Linked DNA regions of Mus musculus: region 1 is linked to region 2. The links are chromatin contacts, called in public Hi-C maps. All regions are on one chromosome and are shown on one strand. The core of a region is the stretch at or near the end of the contact, and the rest is flanking DNA. Distances in the headings are between cores, read along the strand shown. Region 1 has its middle 57 kb from the start of Gm24817. Region 2 overlaps Gm35601 (a long non-coding RNA gene).

Region 1 (6,726 bases), core at 1,865-4,364, 130 kb after region 2:
GCTCATAGGGTGTGGCACTATTTGAAAGGATTAGGATCTGTGACCTTGTTGGAATATGTGTGACCTTGTTGGAGGAAGTATGTCACTGGGGTGGGTGGAGTTGGTAAGCTCCGAGGTTTCAGAAGCTAATGCCAGGCCTAGTGAATACAAAATCAACATATAAACTCAGAAGTCTGCTGGGCATGGTGACACACACCTTTAATCCCAGCACTTGGGAGGCAGAGGAAGCAGGATTTCTGAATTTGAGGAGAGCCTGGTCTACAGAGTGAGTTACAGGACAGCCAGGGCTACACAAAGAAACCCTGTCTCAAAAAACAAAACAAAACAAAACAAAACAAAACAAAACAAAACAAAACAAAACAAAACAAAACACCCCCCCAACTCAGATCTCTTATGTGCCAATAACAAATTCACTGAGAAAGAAACAAAAAAAAAAAACCCTCAAAACTCAGAAGTCTCTTATGTGTCAATAACAAATTCACTGAGAAAGAAAATAAGAAGAACAATAAGAAAATATAATACTTAGAAATAATCCCAAGGAAGGATGTTAAAGACTTCTATAAAGAGGATTTTAAATTACTGAAGAAAGAAAATATCAGAAGGTGGAAAGACATCTAGTGTCCATGGATTGGCAATTAATTTGTTAAAATGTTCACAATCCAAATGGATCTACAGATTCAATGCCATTTCCACCAAAAAACACTAGAAAAAAAAGACAACCCAAATCACATGCAAGCACAAAAGACCCCAAATCATCTCTTCTTAACCAGGCCCGATGTGGGAAACACCATAATACTTCAAATTTCAACGGTATGTTCCTGGTTGCCTCTGAGTTTTGAATACATGGTCCCCAGTTTGTGGTGCTATTTGGGGAGGGCTAGGGGTGTGGCTTTGTGAGAAGTTTGTCACTGAGGCAGTCTTTGAGAATTTAGACTCAAGCCATTACCAGTTCTCTCTCTCTGCTTTGTGCTTGCTGCTTAAGGAGTGAGACCTCAGCTTCCTGCTCCTGTCACTGTAACTTCACTCTGCTATCATGGGCTGTCACCCTCTAGAACCACAAGCCCAAATAAGCTGGTCCATAACTTGTAAAACAGCATATTATCAAGTAGCCTGAGTGCAAACATAATCTGAATAGGAGCAGAATGATTACTAGACAGGGGTCTGGGAAAGAGCTTGCAAAGGCAGGGAGGGGCTGCATGGCTAATGCTCAGTGTATGTATGTATGTATGTATGTATGTATGTATGTATGTTTGTATGTATGCATGCATAAAAATTATACTAAAACTCATGAAGTTTCACAATTAACATGCATTGATAATTATAGTAAGAAATTTGGGTGTTATTAACTAAATATTCTTTTTACTTATTTAAAATTTTACCTTTATGATATGAATTTGCATATAAATGTATCTTCTGGAATTTTTTTCTCTCATCTATTGGTACACTACCATTTCCATATCAAACTTTATGGGAGCTTTATAGTGCTCTTTGATATTTGTCAGAACTCTTTTCCGATCATTATTTCACCCCTTTTTACGTTTTCTTGATTGCTCTCATGCATTTAAATTCCAGATGCATTCTCGATTTAGCTGGTAACATTTCATAAAAAACTCGTGTTGAAAATTGAATTGGAATTTTATTATTTTTGTACCAGTTATTATATTAGCAACAATCCTGCAAGCTCATGTAAAATATAAATGATTCTGAAAACATAGGAATTAAGAAAAAAGGATGCTGAAGTATCTCAGAGAATTGGGTGGCTCATTTGTTGATTAGTGGTGTGGTGTTGCTCCAGTCCTTAGTCGCTGAGTCTCGGTGCTTTCTCTCCATGTCCCTGTCACTAATGTGACTCAGAACCTTCAATTCCTGCTACTCATGTGCTCCAGGTTAAGTTCTAGCTACCTCTAAGCCTTTGAATCAGTCTACTCCCTATTAATGCAACAAAATACCATAGAGAATTAAAGGAGAAACGATTATTTCTGATTACTGTTTTGGATCTTCCAGTCCATAATTGAGTGATCCCCCTACTGCTCTGAGCATAGGGTGAAGGAGACACACCGTGGTTAGGAGCACCATGGTTAGGAGACACACTGTGGTTAGCAGCATATGGCAGAGCTAAATTTCCCATCTCACCAGGCAGGAAAGAGAGAAAAGAAAGAGGCTCAGGTGCAACAGTCCCTCTCCACAGCATATTCCCAGAGATGCAAGGATTTCCTCCTTCTTAAAAGTCTATGGTGCTTCCTATCAGATCCACTTCAAGGGTCAAATCTTTATCACATGACATTTGAGGACACTTAGTGCCCAAGTTATAACATGGTCTGAGGTCTTTATAATATAGGTAGGTATCTCTATTGCATGTAGGGGTTGGAAACAAACCAAAGTGGGATTTATTTATTTACCTGAATTTAGGCTCTTTGGGTTGTTAACTATATTTCTCTGGTTTGCTATGGTTAATCTCACATTTCTTCCACCAGTGGATACGATGTAAGTACAGCAAAACTTATCGTGTGCTGTATACTTATCACATGGTGTATAAAATGGCTAGTGGGGACAGGAAGATAAGGAATGAAGAATGCAACCCTTCTTTAGTATGCTGAAGAGGAGGGGCTGATAACTATATCTGAGTGGTAAGTAAAGAGGAGGAGAAGGAAGCCACAGTCACCACTTATTTCTGGTCACAGACCTTCTTAAACTTTGACTTTCCTGTGACTTTGGTGATTCTATATTCTTGTTTTATTCCTTGATATGATTGTGACTTTCCTTCCCTAGTTGACTTATCCTGATCATTGAGATATCTAAGCAACTAGCATTACTGAATTCTAAGGATTTGGGTTGTCTTATATTAACAGTTAAAAATAGGAATTTTTCAGGCAGCCAATGTTGTGGTAGCTTTAAGATAAATGTGGTTTCAATCTAGTACGTTCTTCCGTGTTTAGGGTTCAATGCATTCCAGCATTGCTCACATTTTCACTAGGAGAGTTTGGAGACAGAGAGTGGGACATGGATAGACCATCCCCCCTAGTCTCAGAAACTCACTAATGTGTTCAGTTACCACTTGCAAGCAGCAGCCTTGTTTGCTAGTAAAGTCTGTCAGTCACATGAGCTGAAAGGCCACACCTCCTTTCTTTGGTTCTTTTCTTAGTAACGTGGTGATCACACAGTGGCCTAGTGACTGACCTTTGTACCATGCCAGCAAAATCTTTTGCTGCTTTTTTGGTGTTTGTATTTGTGTCATATGTACTAAAAAATCCTATATCATGTGATCACTTGTTTTTCTTTTATCTAGACTGAGTTATTTACTTAATTTTGAACTAATGTTCTCTGCATTTTAAAAGCTGCCTCAAAGCCAGTTTAGAATTACTCAAAATTATTGTTAATAAGCAGAGATGTCTGTGTTAAAGCAACAGTTTCAGGGTTTTTAGATGAGTGAGAACATTCATTTGGCCCTCAATAAGAGATCCCTCTATCCCTCTCTCCCTCCCTCTCTCCCTCCCTCCCTCCCTCCCTCCCTCCCTCCCTCCCTCCCTCCCTCCCTTCCTTCCTGTTTGTTTTTTCATTCCTTCATTCATTTGTTCTTTTCTTCTTTCTTCCCTCCCTCCCTTTTCCCTCCCTCCTCCCTCTAGCCTTCCCTCCCTCCTTTCTTCTTTTCTTGGACAAGGTCTTATGTATTTTAGGTTGGCTTTGAACTCCCTATATAGCCAAAGATGGCCCCGCTCTCATGATCCTTCTGCCTTGGGTCTTTGCCATCACACCCAGTTATGTGGGGTTGGGATCAATCCTAGGGGCTTCATGTAAGCTGAGGAAGCCCTCTGCCAATGAAGCCACACCCCCAGCTTCTTGCTAAGAGTTTGAAACTTGGTAAGATAGATGTCCAACCTGTGTTTCAGAGCTGACCCCAAGGCTGAAACTTGTGGTGGTGCATACCAGCCTCTTCCATCTAGTGGCTCACAGCTGCATTCAAATAAGTTTGTGTGTTTAAAAATAGTAACAGCATTTACTTAAGCAGCTAATAAATTATTTAACATGCTCTAGTTTTTCATTTGGAAACAGGACAGTTCTGTCTTCTTTGAGTATATATTCAACGAACACTCTGGCTAATGGCAATCAGATGAATGTGCTCAGAGAGTCTGGTTTATAGCTTGATCATTGTGTATTTTTAAAATAATTTTATTCACAGTGGATGCTATTTAATTTGCACCTATGGTGGACTATTGATAAATACAAGCACCATAATGAAGCCTGCTGTTGAAGTATAAGTTAATGGCAATAATTTAGCAACTTCACCTCAAGATATCTTACTAAATTTTTAAGTGGCATTCAGTTAATTAAACCCCTTATGTAGCATATTAAACATTATTCAAATTAAGAGAGAATCATTGTCAGGATGTTATTGAACAATGTGTTATTTACAGAGAGCTATATTTGGATTCCAAACAAATGTGATATTATATCAATTTTTATAGTATGCTTAAATATTCATATTTACCTTAAAGTAAATAGCATATAATTTGCTTAATATGGGAAAAGTATTTTTACATTGTGAATTATTAAACATATTATAAAATGAATTAAAATATAATATTTAATAATACAATGATTAAAGTTTTAACTTTGTAGCAATTTATTTAGTATATTTTATTATAAAAATTTTAAAAAGATGAAGAGCCAAAAGGTGCTCTTTGTGTTTGTGTGTGTCTTTTAATAGCAAAAACTTAATAAAATAAAAAGGGAAAAAACCCCTAGAAAATGACTTCTCATAGGTACCAGTTTCCACTTTGTTTTGTTGTGAATTGTGTTCCTTTGGCAGAGGCACCATTATGCAAAACAGTGTGGTGATATTGGCATATAGAGGATAAACAGAGAGAGAAGTATTGATCCTTGATACGTTTGTTCTTGAGGGAAAAAATTCTGCTTCATTGATGACAGAGAATTTTCTGCCGGTGAATGATGAATTCAGCATTCAATCGATTGAATTAGGATTGGCAAGTAGAGGTTGGTGGGATGAGCCCATGCACACTCTCCACCTGGTCGTTATGGCTTCAGCTGATTAGTTTGTCTAGCCTTGGGTGAGTGAAGAGTAACTGGCAGTAACCAAATGCTCCTGCCTGCTCAGGATGCTGCTGGAAATGCGAGGATTTCTATGGGAACTTATGTCTGGCATAGATATGGTTCAACTTTGGGCTCTTTCTGAATGCTAATTCTGGATTCACAGGTCTTCTTCATTGTATGGAACTTACCATATAGGCCTTATTGAACTCAGAGAACATTTAGCACTTCTTATTTCCAGGACCTATCAATGTAAAACCACCAGTTCAGTACCCTGGTATGGAGTAAGGCTACTGTAAGTTCAAAGATGTCAAAAGGTATCATTGTAAAAGTTATTGTACCGTTCAAGGCAAGAATGAATGACAAATTGCTTTCATGTTTTTTTTTTGCATAATAACGGAAGATAATTTATTAAATAGAAATCGGTAGATGGATAGCTTGGAGGAGCAGAGGTGCCTATAAAGTCCCACTCTGAGGAACTGTTGGCATTTGAGAGGAGGGAAGGGGGTAAAGGTGGGAGGGGAGAGAGGGTGAGGTGTATCGAGGATCTGGGGAGAGTTGGGGGAGGGAATGAATAAGATCACAAATGTATTGTATTAAAATCTCAAAGAATCAATAAAACATTATTAAAAAAATAAATTAGCAGGTAAGGATATAGCCCAGTAGTAGTGCGCCTGCCCAGCTTATACAAAGCCATGGAGTTTATACATCATATTATAAAAAAAGTGCAATGGGAGAAATTAATTGGTATTATCACACTTATAGATTTCAAATCTTTGATGGTCTTGATAATGTGTTCCTCCTTACCCAGAATGCAACTTGGGCTTCACTTTACTGTAGCGGGCAGAGTAGAACTTACTGAGTTTTGCTTGGCACAGAAGCCATTCTTCATGAGTCATTTCCCAGTCATAGGAAATTTCCCTTAGCCTCATAAGCCTAGGTCTGAGAATCAAGAGAGATAATCTCATATACACAGTACTTAAATGTATTGGGATGAGGAAGTTGTCTATGAGCTTATTTTTTTTCCACCTTCGAATTATGGATTATACGTATCAGTTGAGATTCTAGTGAGACTTCATGTGTAGCTGGCCTTTGCTACTTTGTGAGTTCTTCTTTTCCCACCCTTTATCCCCCTGACTTCACCTCTTATCACTGGATAGGTGAGAAAGAAGGATAGAAGGAAGAAGAGAGAAATAGAGATTCCCTGAATCTAATTTCTTTTGTTTCTTATTTGACTATGGCTACTAGCAAACTACAAACAACGGTCCCTGAACAACCACCAATCTCCAACCTCACCTTTGCAGCCCTGGAATTTGTCTATCCTCTGAAAAATCCCCAGAATTCCAAACATCAAATGGTCACAGAAACTATTTACAGCTTGCAAAGCCATGCCTCTGCTAGAACACAAGACAAATCATAGTCAGCTGCTGGGGACAGTCTGAAGCAGTCCCATAATCTCACACCTGGGATTAAAAGAAAAATATATTCTTATAATATTTTTTGTGTTTTTTTTAAAGAATTTAAAATTCTAGGATTCTTACTGCATTTATTTGATAAGACAGAGAAAGATCAATTTTATACAGAAGCATTACCGAAAGAGCCTTGGAAACTTTAACATTTAGGCCCAATTTACTTCAAGTGATCCTGTTCTGTTACCGTGTAAATCCATATCCAGGATTC
Region 2 (7,423 bases), core at 2,073-4,572:
ATTCTAGTTATCCGTCTGGTCTTTGAAAATCTGAACTGTGTTCTGACTCTGCTTCTTCCAGTTCCTTTGAAATTTGTTATCTTAATGATTTAAAACAACTTGGACATGATCTAGCTGCGTGCACCCCTATTATAAGAAGTATAAAAATAACTATTCTCTCTGCTGGTGATATAATTTTATTGTCACTAACCAGAAATGGACCTTTTATCTTACTGGAAAATAGAATGGCTCAAATTCAAAATTTCTAAATTCGAAATCATCATTTTTTAGCAGTTAGCATTTATGATTTAATTGGCTAATATCTAGTAATTATATCTGGTGAGCTAATTTTTTCAGCTATGTCTCAGTACATTTTGCAATCTTTTTATCCCCCTCTAATGTAGGATCTCTAAAGTAGATTTTTGGGGTGTGTGTGTATTATTGACATATGTCTATTTTGGGGAATAACCTGAGGAATCAGTGAAATCTATTTCACATTTTTATTTAGCCACAAACCACACAGCATACATCCCTGTTCAGTAAATGTTGGTCAAGTGAAGGAGTGAAAGAACGATCTACGCATCTTTGACTTTATCTTTTCTTCACTCTTTAGAGGAAATAGCTTTTAGGAAGCTGGCTGAAGGCAAACCCTAGACAGAAAGCCTCCACATGAAAGAGGGCTGGCCAGCTGTTTGGGGTGTTTGTCTAGGAGACTCCATTCCTCTTAAGGGAGGGAAACCTACTACTTGCTTGGTTGGGTCTTAAGAAGTGTGGACTATCCCTCATCAACAACATGAATTATTCTTGTTCAGTCTTTAAAGTTAGATATTTCTCCTGCCTAGTACCTACTGAAGCTTAGTTAGAGCGGGAAAGCAATTTGGATTGACAGCTGAAGGATGCATTCTTGGTTCCTTCACTGTAAATCTGCATTGTCCAGGAGAACTTTTTTTTGGTGACGCAGAGAGATGTTTCTTATTTGTGGTGCCCAACATGGTAGCACCAAGTGTGTGCATCTACAAAGCAGCGGAAATTGGCTGTTGAAACAGAATGGGTTTTAGAACTTTTTTATTAAGACATCTTAAAATTAATTTAAATTTGTTTCAGTTAATTATTGTAGCTAGTTAACTTTAATTAACCTAATGCCAAATTACAATTAATTAAATCTAATTTAAGTTTAAATATCTATGCCAGTAGATACCATATTTGACAGCATAACTCTAGATATTTTATGTTTTATCCCTAGAAGATTATGTTAGAATATCCCTTCATTTGATTTTCAAAAGAATCACATATTGTTTTGAAATTTAAATTTTTAGGTTTTACTTTTATCGACACAGGGTCTCACTGTGTAACCCAGGCTGGTTTTCTATGCTGCTTTGACCTTCATCGCATGAGCGTCGTAGCCACGTGCTACCATTGCTGTCAAGAATAGCATTTATCGATTTGCAAATGCTTACTTTCTCATTTATGAGAGCTTTAAAACGTGTTCTCACACTCTTAGACATTCCTCCACAGAGTGTCTGAAGAATAATTCTACTTCCCTTCAACAGAAGTTGGTCCTGGCTGTTTTGTTTCTAGCAAGTAACACATGTGACAGAGGTGACAGTATGGCTTGGGAGGTTAACTCAGAAAGAACGAGGAAGCTTCCCTGGCACATGCCTCTCCTCCCCCTCTCCGCCCAAGCTAAGCGCCCTTATGAGAATCCTGGCTTTTCTGAGGCTATCAAGGCTACGCAGTTATTTAGAGAGATCACTCAGTGGTACCGGGGTAGGAAGACTAACTTGCAGCCTCTAGATGTTTTAGCTTTCTCAAGTCAGGCTTCAAGTTATTTTAGGCATAGCCACTATCTGATTGTAGCTTCCCAACAGACTCCGAGAGAGAGAACTGCTTAGCTGAGCCCGGTTAATCTCCAGTGAGGTGATATAAAATACTTGCTATTACTTTGTGCCACCGTTTTGAGCAACACCGTTGTAAAGCAACAGCCAGAGTGATCCTGTGTGAAAGAACTGTGCAGGAGACGGACCTGTGACGCCCAGGAATGCTCATCATCGTTTGGTCTGTGGTTTTTATTTTTTGAGAAAAGGTCTTGCTATGTAGTCTTGGCAGTCCTAGTACTCACTATACAGTCCTGACTGGCCCTGAACTTGAAGCAATTCTACTCCAGCCTCCCGAGTGTTGGCTTTCTAGGCCTGGGCTACCACCCCTAGGTTCCGTGGATAGCTTCGAAGGTCAAGTGCATCACATCAACTTACCTTGGATATCAGGAAGTGCTGATCACCTCACATTGTTTTAAAAACTGAATTACAATTTTTATTTTTGTGATGGTCTTGCCATCTTTCCTAAGTTAGTCTGGAAGTCCTGCTTCTGGTGTCCTTTCCTAATCTCCTTAATGCTGACATTACAGACGTGAGCTACCTACCACTCAGTGTTCTTTTGTGTTAATACCTTTTCTGTGTAGCTGTTTGCAAGCCCAGGGCCGAATGAATCAGCCAGTTTTGTAAGAAAATAAGATGAAAAAAAACCAAAAAAAACAAAAAACAAAACAAAACAAAACAAAACACCTCATCTGCGTGGTTCCTCTTTCTTATCTTATTCTCCCTTTGGCATTCTTTAAAACAGAAGCCTCACCTCAGTGGGTAAGTGTTAATCCACACTGGAGGATGAAGACCAGTCATGTGTGTGTGGGTCTTTATTAAGCCAGTATGTGGTGTGAGGTCATCGAGTGAGCTAGCTATGGAGCTGGGAGACTCTCCAGTGGCCTTTTCCATAAGAGGAGATCTTCAAAGTGACTCTCCAGGTGAACAGAGGTAGTGAGAGCAGCAAGATCTCAGGCCTGGTAAAGTTCATGCCGGCGCCTCTCAGTGTGATTCTCCAGTAGGGGGCAGCTCTGAGCCTAGTCATTTGAGGATGGGATGGAAGCAGAGAGACTAATAAGGTCCAGCTGAGGGATGGACCTTTCAGGTTATTAGTGGTGCAATAGTAGGAGTGTTTAAACAAAGGGCAATGTATATCATAAAACAGGTTCAAGTTAAGCTTTGCGATTTCTTTTTCCCTTGGCAATGAGAGATCACTTACTGCTGGGGGAATCCTGTAGGCTTTGGATGATACGTCAGTGGCTCATGGCTAAGCACAGAGGGTAAGTAAGCTAACATGGTGTAGACAGTTGGAAAGAAGATAAGGTGAAGGGAGGAGTTCTTAGTCGCAGTGAATTTAATACTGGGAATTTTCGGCACCATGGCATTTGGCGGGGAAGATATTTTGGGCAGTGGGGATTGGGATATGTCTCCAGTTACACCATATGAGGAGTTGCTTACTCTTCTGTTTATGGGTCCAGGCTTGTCTGTCTAGGGGCATGTGATCTGCAGGTGTTGATGGGAAGGTCAGAGGGAGGAGGGGAGTGAGCAAGAGGCAGACAGGGAGAGAGAGAGAGAGAGAGAGAGAGAGAGAGAGAGAGAGAGAGAGAGAGAGAGAGAGAGAGAGAGAGAGAGAGAGAGAGAGAGAGATGAAAGCTTTCCTAAGGCTGACTGCTCAGGGAACTTAACACCTCGGAGTATGTTCTAAAGGAACTGCTCAAGACCTTTTATTAATGCATAGCTTTTCACCTTTGGCACAGAGGAGAAAGCTCTGGAAGATGTTCCACAGCACTGCACCAGCACTGTGCAGGAAACATCTAAGGAGCTCGCTGGCACACTCAGTGTCTTGTTGGGCAGCCTTTCCTACCGCTTCTTTACGACCACAGAAAGCTGCTGTCCTGTGGAATGGTAAGCCCAACCACACTTTAGAGTAGAGGTGTGCCAGTTCTTTCCAGCAACTGATGGATTTGTTACCATTAGTATACGGTAGCTCTCCAGAAATTCTGCAATTGCCTCTTGAAACAGGAAAACCTGAGGTCATGTGGGCAGGGTATTGCTAATGGGGTGAAAACTTTTCCGGACCATTAAAACCAGTTCCTGTCACTTGCCTTTAAGTAAAAGTTTAAACAAACCTCTGTTCTGTGTTAGGAAAACCAGAATCAATACCCGATTACAGCAAAGTTCAATGTCATTCGGCCTGATTCCACCGACCTCCGAAAATCCACAAGGGGCAGGAGCTGAAATTGATGACCCTGAAGTCTCCAACTCAGAATCCAACTTCTTGGGCTGCTACCCATAGGCTTTGAATGGCATTAATCAGCAATAATCACAGTTGCGGTATTAACATTGCACAGTGCCAGATAGCTCATAAATCATTTCCAATATAAATATCATTTCATCTTCATAGAAACCCCACGAGGTGATTATTACTCTTTTACAGAGGAGAAAACTGAGGCTTAAGATAACGTTAGCATGTTATCCCATATCTCAGGGGAGTGGGTGTCTGTGGTGTGTTTAGATCTGGCCTTCGTGATCTAAGTCTGTGCCATTGGGGCAGAGTCCAGAGATCAGAGTCCGGATTGGGGGTGTGAGGGAGAACGTGAGATGGCACAGGAGGTAAAGCCTGGTCATCTAGGAATAGGCAGTCCGCAGCCCAGGACAGCCTTTCTCAGCCCTCTCTTTGCCCAGCAAGGTAATGCGAGCACCGGAGACCTTTGTATCTAGAATTATGTTCAACACCGCCGACTTTCGGGTGAGAAAGCAAAGGTGCAGAGGTTTGTTGTTGTTCAAAGATTCAGAGAGCAGCCTGGAGATAAGGCTCGTATTGCTGCCCATTTTTCTGCCCTCAGAATGGAATTTTGGCCACTCTACCTGGGTGCTTTTCCAGCCTTGCGTTCTGTTCTCTTGACGAGGAAGCAACGTGTTTACAGTGGAAGATGATGGGGCACGTCATAGATAAGCGAGCTAATAATAACATTTGCTACGATTCACCAAGCACCTGTGAAACCCTGCCGCAGACACTCCATAGGCAGGCTCTGTAATTTTCACCGGAACTTTGCAAAATCTGTATTGTTGTTGTGTGGAGAGGTGGGGGCCAGGGGTGGAGAGGGATTAGCCAAATGAGATTGAGTTCATGATTTTCCCACTGTCCAGTGTAACCTCTGCAATAATTTCTCCCTTGTCCTAGAAAACCAAAACCTCTGATTTTTTTTTACACCGTCAAGTATCAGTCTTAGAATTCATTAAAATTCAAATCGTCTGTATTTATTCCTAGAACTATATTTGATTAAAAAGGGAGATAAGAGAGATGATTCAGTTATCGCCTCTAAACAGAGACCTCAGAGGTCTTGATTAATAAGTATATATTTTTAATTGTGAAGAAAAACCAATAGTTTTTTTAAAAAAAGAACTACAAATTAAAGTAATATGTTTAAATAATTAAGAAAAAAAATTAGTTTTTTGAACCCCAGTTCCTCTGGAGTGCCAGGGCAGATGGAGCTGTGATTGCTCTTTCACATTAAATAGTCCTTCCCTCCAGATAATGCCTGTAGGAGAGGCAGGCATAGTCATTTTTACATTGTAGTTGCTCTAATACAATTCTATCTGCTCAGCATCTGTGAAATAGCTAAGAAAGTTTCTCTCTCTCTCACACACACAGACACACAGACACACAGACACACATACACACACACAGACACCCACACATACAGGAACACACAGACATATAAACACACACATATGCACACACACATACAGAAACACACACACATATGGAAACACACACACAGACACACACAGACACACACAGACAGACAGACACACACACAGACACACACACACACACACAAACAGACACCCACACATACAGGAACACACAGACACATAAACACACACATATGCACACACACATACAGAAACACATACACATATGGAAACACACACAGACAGACACACAGAGATGCACACACACACACACACACACACACACACCACACATCTTTTCACTTAGAAAACATTAAGGCTTGGGGAAGGGCAAGTGTCGTGCCATTCAGGAAGGAGCTGAACCTCAGAGGGGCAGTGTGGGATTCCTGCCAGGAAAGGGTGCAAGGACAGGGAAAATAGTACTGACCAGGAGGTGAGTGTGGTTACAAAGTTGGTCAGTTTCTCCCCCTCCAGATTCTTAGAATCTTTTTCTGGCTGGTGTGCCCTACCCTGAGATGATATGGCTAGCTTCCAGTTCCCACCTCTGTTAAGCACTGTACGGAAGTGCCTTGGCATAGATTCCCTGCTTCTACCCTGACAACCTGGAACGGTTATATATGATCTGCTCGAGAGTCTTCTCTCCCAAAGTAGCAAGTGCTTTGGCCCTCAGGAGAGCATCATGGTGCCTCGTCCCTCAGTGTTTGGACTCAGTTGCTGGTACGTTGACTATCAACAGTCTATGGTCCCTGTGGGTTTTCTGCTTCCTGACTGCTGGCTTGGTTCTTAGCCCACAAACTTAATCTTCATTCCTGACTGCTCAGTGGGCTTCTGAGCCATACAGCCTTTTTCCATTTCCAGCCCACACCTGTAACTCTTAGCTCTGTTGTATTTTTCTGCTTGGCTTCCCGTGTTGCTCAGGGTGTCTCAGCAGCAGCATCTCTGATCCTACAACAAGGGGTGGGAGTGGGATTCAATTCTATTGAGCAGTCAGGTGAACAATAGGAGTGTTCGAGGCAGCCGTACATGTTCATCTTGCATCCGGCAGAATTCTCACGTTCTCCCCCCCCACCCCCATCATGAAGTTAATTTTATAAGTAATAATTCAAAGAAGCTTCCACAGAATTATTTTATAATCAAGGGACGATAATTCCTTCCTGTTGTTGAGTTAGTTATGCCTTTATAAATTACAATAGTATTACAAAACTTCTATTGAGTTCCTACAGTGTCCTGAAATTGGGGTCATTCCATCTTTTTAAAGAGCACTAGCCCTATCTTTGTGATGAAGAATATTTGATATAGTATTCATGGGTGATAATTTCTTATGCTTCTTCTTTATACTAAAACTGAACAGAAGTCAAGTTCCTGCAGAGTCTACACTTGGGTAGTAATTACACCAGTATGAACTCATAACTTTTCTCAATAGGACATTATGAAAGGAAGGTTTTTGTCACCACCATACTCAGCCAGTTTACCTAAATCAAGATCCTCAGTTGGAAAGGCAACCTCAGTACCTAATACCAGCAAAACTGGCACTATGTTCTACACATATGTTGAGAACATCCAATTCTAGGCGATTCTTGGCCAACTAGGTCAAGATTAATTTCTTATCATTCCTCTAAAACATACTGTTATGTCTGCAAAGTAAGCTATGGTGGGCTCTAAAGCAATAGTTCTTTCAGACCATTGCTCTTAAGAATTCATACCAAGCACTCAGGAGGCCCAGGCAGAGGAAGATGAATCTCTGTGAGCCTGAGGACAGCCTGATCTACCTACTTCCTGATTTCCAGGCCAGCCAGGGATACATAATAAGGTCCTGTTTTGAAAAAACAAAATTTACATTAAATTTGTTTGTGGAGCTCTAATTGATCATGGGGGATAATCGATGAGCC

Evidence for each region. Hi-C and Micro-C count contacts between places; a contact is called where the count stands out from the background.
Region 1: a Hi-C map of liver shows a contact between it and region 2, with 4 times the contacts expected there. The contact joins two enhancer-like sites. A contact is called at or near these places in 3 of 484 Hi-C or Micro-C datasets (all in liver), 3 of 115 datasets of contacts at active chromatin or transcription factors (embryonic stem cells, large pre-B cells and liver) and 1 of 9 other capture datasets (embryonic stem cells).

The regions. Positions count from the first base shown.
Region 1 is chr1:172,782,952-172,789,677 of GRCm38.p6, forward strand. No RefSeq gene overlaps it. Among named protein-coding and RNA genes, the nearest start is that of Gm24817, 57 kb to the right of the region's middle. Within about 2 kb of position 3,115, at least 3 of the 459 cell types and tissues checked have an H3K27ac peak or open chromatin away from gene starts, as enhancers often do. A contact at or near this core is called in liver, where this site is marked.
Region 2 is chr1:172,647,834-172,655,256 of GRCm38.p6, forward strand. Gm35601 (a long non-coding RNA gene) reads left to right here. Exons shown (of 5, transcript XR_001779542.2): 3 at 1-3,115; 4 at 3,593-3,740. Among named protein-coding and RNA genes, the nearest start is that of Gm35601, 19 kb to the left of the region's middle. Within about 2 kb of position 3,323, at least 11 of the 459 cell types and tissues checked have an H3K27ac peak or open chromatin away from gene starts, as enhancers often do. A contact at or near this core is called in liver, where this site is marked.